2 separate regions of the Triticum aestivum genome follow, and region 1 is linked to region 2. The links are chromatin contacts, called in public Hi-C maps. All regions are on one chromosome and are shown on one strand. The core of a region is the stretch at or near the end of the contact, and the rest is flanking DNA. Distances in the headings are between cores, read along the strand shown. Region 1 has its middle 65 kb from the start of LOC123075629. Region 2 holds the start of LOC123080695 (BTB/POZ domain and ankyrin repeat-containing protein NPR5).

Region 1 (4,327 bases), core at 1,556-4,055, 240 kb before region 2:
GCGGATCTGTCTTTGGTGGATTTGCTTGGATTTGTTTGTCATTCGTCTATGTACGTGTGTCTACAGATTGGATCCTGCCGACCTATGCTACTCTTCATCGGCGGCGGTTGTTGTTCTGTTGCGCTGGTCCTTTGTGGCCTTAGCACGACAACTTCCCTACTATCTACTACAAAAGTTTTGCCCGGCTCCGGTAAGGGAGGGGCGATGATGGCATCACGTCTTCTGCTCGCTTCAACGCTTGTAGTCGTCACTAGATGGTTTACGGATCTGGATGTAATTTTTATTATTTCTGGTGTTTGTTGTGCTGCCATGATCGAAGATGAGTAGATCGGATGTTTTCTCGGGAAAAAAAAATGGTAATCTAGGAGTTCCGGTGAGCTCCCCAACCCTACCGCCCTAGGCACTCCGGCGAGGTCCCCTTCCTCGGTTCCGTGGTCGTTGTCGCTCCCGTGTCACCGGTAGCTCAACCTCCACGTGGGTGAGCAAGAAAACAGAGTTTGCCAAATATGAGGCGCCACCACGGTACGTAGGGGGTAGTAGTAGTAGATGCACTTGAAGAAAGGCGAGCGATGATCGATCTTGCATGGCATGGACGGATGGTCCATCCATTCCGTCCACCGGCCAGAAGAAATGGCCAAATCTTCTCGCTTTGGGTCCTCCCGCTGTCTGCGAAAAGGTAACCACGCAGCTACCCATAATCAATGCAGTTAAGTGGTCCACGCGGATCACTGATCACTGGCGCCGGTACCACAAAACCGTTGCCATGGTCAGCGTCCCCCTCCGTAAACCCCGCCGGATACGCGCATGTTCCCGCCCAGCTAAACCCTAGCTAGCTAGCTACCCTAGATAGCTCTCCTGTTCTTCTTAAAAATCTCACCGGTTTTTACCACCGCATTTTCTTACTAAAACCCTAGCTCTCGTGTTCTGAATGCGCGTGGACCACTGCGCGCATGCCCACCCTAGTCACCCCACCTTGAAATCACACTGGTTTTTACCACTGCGTTTTACCGCCGGCCGGGGGCGGAGGGGAGGGCCGGCCGGAGTACGTACGAGTCGTGGATCAGTTGCCACGAACTACAGTCTCGCACGTACACCGCCTGCACACCCAGTCACTCGCCCGCCCTCGCATCGCATCGATGGCAGGGGGGGCCGCCGGCCGGAGGGGAAAAGGGAGAAGACCGGCACCGACTGACCGGCCGGGTCCCGCGTGCCCTCAGATTCTGTGCCCGGCCGGGCGTTAAATACGACCCCGTCCTGCCCGCCGTGCCATGGTGATCCATCCATCGGTGTGGTGTGGTGCGGGGCGCCTGCCCCCACCTTCCACTGCTTCCAACGTCCGCGCTCCAGTACCTCTGCCTCGCTGCCTCTCCCCGCTCCCCGCGCGCGCGGCCTCCGTGCCCTCGACCCGTTCGATCGATCGATGTGCTGTAATGGGGGTATGGGACGGGTCGTCAATCCAACAACCACCACTGCCAGTCCAGTCAGTCCCCGTCCGTCCGTCATCAGCGATGCGTTGCAGTACACACGCCCATACGCGCATGTCTGTCTGTCTCACCCCGCCCATGTTCACGTATGGATCGATGGTCATCCATGGATGGATTGACGGATGGTGTCAAACGTACGTACGTACGTCCATGGCGTGCGCGTGTGTGTGCGTGCGCCGGTCAGCCTAGCCACTAGCCAGCGGTCAAATGGTATGGCGCATGGGCAGCGCCGGCCCCGGGCGCGGTGGTCTGGGCGCGCGCTGGCATTTTGGAGCTCGGCGCATGGCATGGCTCGGGCAGAGTCCAAAGTAAGTATAGACACTAGACAGACGCCGGGGCTTGGCCGGGTCGCCGGCCCCGCCACGGGATCGACGGACGGGGCTTTAAATTAGGGTCGGGTCGGGTCGGGCAGCGGTAGCAGGCAGGCAGGTCGGCTCCCCGGCGGGCATGGGCATGCGTGGCGGGGCCGGGCCCTCCACGTTTCCCGCACGGCGCCACTCCCCATAACTCCAAGTTACTGACCACCGATGTGATGGCTGCTGCTGCTGCGCGACGCCAAGGACGACAAAATCGCAGAGAAACGCATGCATACGCTACACACACAGACACAGCATGCCTGATCAGTGGCGGGCGCACAGACTTTTCCACGGCGCGCGCGTTGGCGCCGGACCACCGGCCGCCGGCTGGCTGGCTGGCTCGATCGCCCGCGCCAGAGGAACAGAACGCAGAGACCGACGTACAGTTGCAGGGCCATGGTTGAGTGAGTGCCGGAGAAGTGCGTGCCGGATGCAGGCAGGCAGAGGCAGGCATGCCTGGCCGGCTCAGTTTCCAGCGCCAGTGAACCCAGGGGAGGGAGGGCCAGCGAGAACTTTACTCCCATGAAAAAGACGGAGCCAACGAGGTTTGGTTTTGCTTTGCGGCTGCAGTGAACCCAGTGGCGGTCCAGGGACGTACGTACCACTGCTCCTTTCGACCGTACGGTGCGCCCCAGTCTTACACGTTCACTTACACCCCTCACTGTTGTTTAATAGTGGTACTAATCTGGATTTTAATCCCCGTAACAAATTTCCCGCCACGCTGCTCGTGCAACCCGTGCAAAGGCGCACGTGTTCTGGCGGGGTTCGCTAGATTCACGTGATTTTTGTGTCGGAGGGCTTGACAAAATTAGCAGGCTTAATCACACATGTACGTACCTGACGATCGACCGGTGGGTCGAGGCGGCGTCCCTTTCAGGGAAGCCCGGCGTCGCTGTCGCTGCGTTGCTACTGCCAGCCAAGAGGCGTCGCGTCGATGATCGATCACTGAGTCCGGCCAAGCCGCGTACGCGTTCCGTGTTCGGACGTGTCGACGGCCGGAAATGGGGGAGGTTGTCACATGCATACAGCCCGGAGCCGCATGGTTGGATCATGGATGGATATATATCCCTCACACGTTGCTTTCACCAGCTCTCCATCCAAGTGGCTCGTCTCCGTCGACCACTCGAGATGCCCCGGTGCCCGGATGTAATTCAAATCGGCGCATGCATGCATGCATGAGCCTGACAAAAATGAACAATGTCATGTCGTATTACGTGCCACACATACGCGATCCAGAGGATAATTGAAGCATGCATGCCATGCACTGTGCCACGCATGCATGCATGCATGGCCCTGCGTAGTCAGGTAGGCAGCTGGTCCGATTCAAGACAATGTATGCTTGCTCGACCGCTTGGTCAACAAGTCGATCGAGCTCCCTTGCATATCTCCGTAATTCCGGAAATAAAAATAAGCACGTTGATGTATTTCTATATTTACCGTGATATATGAGAACTAGTGGAAATTGCTGTTCCAACAAAAAAAAAGGCAAATGGGCTTCCATGCTGCATGCAAAAATGCTACATATTCCGTAGGTACAGCAAAGCTGATGATGCATGTGATATTGCCATCCACATCCGCGTGATATGTATGATCCGTCTGCATCGATCAGTCCTTTTCAACCAGCAAAAACCAGGGCACACTTTCAATCTGACAACGAGGGTGCGAGACCGACCACACATGTACATGTACCAGCTGAAACAAGTAGGCAGCCAAACAAAGTTAGGGGGGCCGCCGGGCAAATATTTATTTAAGCGCTTGTTGTCCACCATCATATCTAATGCTTCACCTAGTACAAGTTTTGATCAATTCGAAACAAAGTTAGGGGGCGCGGTCAAAAAATTTGCGTACTTGTCTTGATAATTTCGAAACAAATATACAAGCCGATGTGCTGCAGGAAGCTATATTTATGGCTCCAAAAGGCGAAAAATGTGCCCTCATTGGCACTCCTGGCCGAACGGGCGTTTATCCTGGGAGGCTCAAATGAGTGAAAAAGGCCGTTCGCTCATACATCACTAGAGGATGCTAAGAAGATAGAATTGTCATGCTGCACCATTTTATGAAGAGAGAATTACCATGTTGCGCCATTTTATGAAAAGAGAATTGCCATGCTGCAATAGCGAAAATTTTCATGTGTTCTAGGTTTGCCATACCGTGGCATAGAAAATCGCGACGATATACAAAGGAGAGTTGTCCCCATATTAGAATTTACCATGGTACGTTGTAGAATTTTGCCACATGATCATGGATTGCCCTACTAGAATTGTCATGATATAACACAAAGAATTGTCATGTCGTAGAAGAGAAAGTCGCCACACATGTGCACATGATATAACACAAAGAATTGGCACATTCGCTTTATAATATTTTCATTAGGTCAACTTCTACGGTTGGGCCACGTTTTTCCTACCGTATTAGTTAGAGTAGCTCGAAGGGAAATCAAAATGGCATAATGTAGGTTACTGTAAAAAAAAGGTAGCCAATAATAAG
Region 2 (4,461 bases), core at 1,027-3,526:
TTGCGGTCTTCCATTCTTTTCTACTTTCGGAAGGTGGGACGCAATTATCACCAAATCAATTTTGGCAGCGTGTCACTGCGTTTGTCATATTCTTTTGACACCTATATGTTCTGACTTGAACCACATCTCTAATTTACTACGATTGTATTGATTTAATAGCTGCAAAATGTGTTGATACACTGAAATTGTGATGTATCACCTACTACTACTGATTTGTTGACCACCGGAGAAAGGAAATGATACACAATTTTTTTTCCTGATGAGCTAACAATCGGTGATAATTGCTCAGTGGAGCTAGGGTTATGATACACGTTCAAGCTGGCTTGGAAGTTGGAAAGACGAGGAGGTTTTATTTTTTGAGACAATCTCGCGAAGTTTTTATTCAAACCACCATAATGTTTACAGGGATGAAATGAATACCATCGGGTTGGCCCAACCAAACATGGCAGCCCGGCCCGACGACCAAAGCCCAGAAGCCCAACATCCGGGCCATAGATGGGATTAGCTCTTCCGCCCGAAGCCCAGCCCGAAAATACCCGATGAGGTTAAAATAATTATTTTAATTGAAAATAAGTAGAGTGATGTATTTAAATACCCTGAAAACTATTATATTGACTAGAAAAGTGCATTGTCCACATGGTTTGGGGTGGGCACGGCTCGGGCTTGGCATTTTCACTTCGCGCTTTGTCAAGCCCGGTCAAAAACCCATCCTGGCCTTGGGTATGATCAGGTTTAGGCTATCTCATGTCCATGTGTGGCATAACAATAAGCTAGTTTGGAACGAAAGGTGAGGATAAATGGTGCCCTGTGTAAATTTAATGGATGTAAAATGTTGATATTGTTATAGGGTCGTATCACCTACTACTATCTTGGTAACAACTGGAAAAATGATATCATCAGCAAATATTCCTTTCTATGATATAAAATTGTCGGACCAATTGCTCAAGAGAGTTAGGGTTATCATGGAGACGACGGTTGTCCACATGTGGCATAACGATAAGCTAGGTTAATTAGGCCTAGGGGTCGGGTAAGGGAGGAACTCTGAATTAATATAGAGAGCATCTATGTCCCCCACAACTAAGAATAAACTAACTCTTATTAACTTTAGAAAATTGTTATTACAAAACAAAAATCAGTTACCGTGTTTAAATATATTTTTTCATCTAGGTAGTAGAAAATATACAACATTATCTCAATCGACAAAGAATTAACTAATTCTCATCTGATTTTTACCAATGTGCTCGTACAGATTAAAAATATATATACAGGTAATGTAATAATTCAAAAAAATGCAAAATCTTGCAGGGATCTCAAAGTTAAATTGATGGAGTAATTAGAATTAGCAACTTTGACAAATTCAATAGCTATAAAATATGTCTTTCTAAAAACTCTGCACTCACATCCCTTAACTTTTTTCAATTGTAGAAATGGAAGTTGCCATGGCTCTATGAAGGGTATAATTTGGAATTTACAATATTAGCATGCCATGGGATGGTGTAACACAACATTGTAGCCATGCATTCTTCTTTTAATTTATGCCCCTCCATTCCTTTATGTAAGATGTATTATTTTCAGCACGATGACCAAGGCACATAATTGTAGACGAGTTAGGACGAAATTACCCTTGACAAATTTGTCGGTTAGTGACAAGTAAATCAGTTAGTCCAAAAAAGTAAGAGATACATGCAATCGTAAAAAAAGATACATGCAATCGACATAGAGATACTTTCTTCTTTTGCTACAAAAAAGATACAGACAATCAGGAGAGGGATACTTTCCCTTTTCTGGAGGGCTAACAAGAAAATTATGCGGAATTAGAAGAAATGCATCTTACATTCTGAAATTTTATTAAAAACAAATACACCTTATATAAAGGAATGAGGAAGTATAAAGGAAGCCATGCATTGTCTTTAATTTTGCTCTGCTCTCCTACAAGGCAAGCAGACACTTCAATCACACATGATTTATGACTTGCATCAGTCAAAGCATGGCACACTTAATTTTCCCCACCCCACCCCAATTGGAGGGAGGGCTCACCCTCTCTCTGTCCAAATTATTCCGGGCCCCTGAAGTGTGGACACATACATGCTCTGTTTGGCATATATGTACGGTTAATTTCCACCCTCCCATTTTAATCCCACCAATTATTCATGCATGTCCCCAGCCAGCCACCCGTATTGCCCTCCCTCCTACCTAGCTCCCCCAACACAGGCCCAAAAAAATCTCAAGCCCCCATATAACCTTTAGAGAGAGAGAGAGAAAGAGAGAGAATGGGTGTGTGCTAGAGAGAGAGAGGCACCAGCACGAGCGCCCTTCAAAAAATACTGCATAAATAAAGGGGGCAATAACTGGGGAGAAAGGGAGAGAGAGAGAGAGAGACAGAAGTGAAGAGGGGAGAGAAGAAGAAGTGGTCACTGCAGACAGAAGAGAAGATCAAAAGAGATCGGGCGATGCAGCACAAGATTGGAGGGCAACAACAAGCGCAGCAGCAGCAGCAGCAGCAGCCGGCAGCAGGAGCAGAAGAGCAAAGCAGCCAGCAGCGCCAACGGCTTCTTCCCCCACTCCTCTTCTTCAAGCTCCAGCCGCAGCTCTCGATCTGATTCATCGAGCTTCTTCTTCCTCCTCTCCCTCTCCGAATTGACTGATAGAGGAGGAGGAGGAGGATTAGCAAGAAGCAGGTGCGGCGCGGCGGGCGGCCATGGATGATACCCTCAAGTCGCTGTCCATGGACTACCTCAACCTGCTCATCAACGGCCAGGCCTTCAGCGACGTGACCTTCAGCGTGGAGGGCCGCCTGGTGCACGCGCACCGCTGCATCCTCGCCGCGCGCAGCCTCTTCTTCCGCAAGTTCTTCTGCGGCGCCGCCGCGGACCAGGCCGCCGCCGCAGCCGCCGCCGGCTCCCCGGGCGCGGTGCTCATGGACCACCTCAGCCCGCGCTCCCCCTCCGGCGCATCCGCCTCCTCCCCGCGCGGCGCCGGAGGCTCCGGGTCCGGCTCGGCCTCCGCAGCGGCGATGGCGCCCGGCGCCGTGATACCGGTCAACTCGGTGAGCTACGAGGTGTTCCTGCTGCTGCTCCAGTTCCTGTACAGCGGGCAGGTGTCGCTGGTGCCGCAGAAGGGGGAGCCGAGGCCCGGGTGCGGCGAGCGCGGCTGCTGGCACACCCACTGCGCCGCCGCCGTCGACCTGGCCCTCGACACGCTCGCCGTCGCCCGCTCCTTCGGCGTCGAGGAGCTCGCCGTCCTCACCCAGGTAATTACTTACTCTTCCTAGCTAATTAATCCCCAATTCCCAATTCTCGCTCTTCGCCCCTCTTTCCCCATGAACCAAAAAATCAAGAAACTTCTGATCTCTCTCTCTCCTGGGGCTGGGGATCGACCGATTGTGGGGATCAAGATGGGTTGGTTATGTTGGGATCGGCGAGCATTCTGATCTCTGCGGCAGCATTGATTTGATCTCTGTCCGTACCTTTTTAAATGAAGTTACTCGAGTGTGGTAGCAGTATCGTCGACGTCTTCGTCGTCGTCGCCGTCGACCCGTCGTGTCGTCTGCAGGCAGCGCACGCACGCGTGCGTCCGTATATGCATATGCATACGTACGTGCGCGCTTTCTTCCTCCTCCTGCCGCTCTTTCCTGCTCTCTCTTTATCCGTCCATCCATCCGTCTTTCCGTCACCCATCCATCCACCCCCCTTGCTTTCAGCTCTCCTTGCTAGCTAGGGTTCGTTAATGGTAAATTTCTCCTTTCCTTTTCGTCACTGTTCGTCCTTCTCAAGCCACCATGGCCGCCACTGTTGCGGCACGAGCAGCACACCACGGCTGCAAGTAGCGGGCGATTCGGCAGCACTCGGAAAGGCACACACTTTCTTGCTTTGTTTTTGCTCCTGATTTGCGATTTTGCGCTAGGGTTTTCTTTGTGCGCCGGTTAATTTCCCTTTTTCCAAAACTTTTTTCGCCAATCCCTTTAATCCTGTCTCCAATCAGCGCCATGATGCTGCTATACATACATACTGTTGCACCCTTCTGTTCCTCCTCCTTATATTTTATGCACAGGGACAATCCACTATGCACACACATCTCATATATGGGTAGAGATCTTTTCCTTTATATCGTCTCCTCTTGCTTATATTACCGCCGCTCTCTCGGTCTCTCGCTCCATGCCATACCTGTGAGCTGTGTGTGAGCTTTTGCAACTTGTGAGTGTACATATGATGGATGTGGAAAAAGTATTGAGCTTTTTGCGACGGTGATGGCTTTGTGGTTTTGCAGAAGCAGCTGGCGGGCATGGTGGAGAAGGCGTCCATCGAGGACGTGATGAAGGTGCTCATGGCGTCGCGCAAGCAGGACCTGCACCAGCTCTGGAACACCTGCTCCCACCTCGTCGCCAAGTCCGGCCTCCCGCCGGAGGTGCTCGCCAAGCACCTCCCCCTCGACGTCGTCGCCAAGATCGACGACCTGCGCCTC

The links. Hi-C and Micro-C count contacts between places; a contact is called where the count stands out from the background.
Region 1: a Hi-C map of leaf shows a contact between it and region 2, with 4 times the contacts expected there. The contact joins the enhancer-like site here to the promoter of LOC123080695 in region 2. A contact is called at or near these places in 3 of 5 Hi-C or Micro-C datasets (leaf and root).

Annotation. Positions count from the first base shown.
Region 1 is chr3D:583,692,214-583,696,540 of IWGSC CS RefSeq v2.1, reverse strand. No RefSeq gene overlaps it. Among protein-coding and RNA genes, the nearest start is that of LOC123075629, 65 kb to the left of the region's middle. Within about 2 kb of position 2,805, at least 4 of the 8 cell types and tissues checked have an H3K27ac peak or open chromatin away from gene starts, as enhancers often do. A contact at or near this core is called in leaf and root, where this site is marked.
Region 2 is chr3D:583,454,372-583,458,832 of IWGSC CS RefSeq v2.1, reverse strand. LOC123080695 (BTB/POZ domain and ankyrin repeat-containing protein NPR5) reads left to right here and starts at 2,276. Exons shown (of 2, transcript XM_044503629.1): 1 at 2,276-3,250; 2 at 4,267-4,461. The coding sequence starts at 2,699.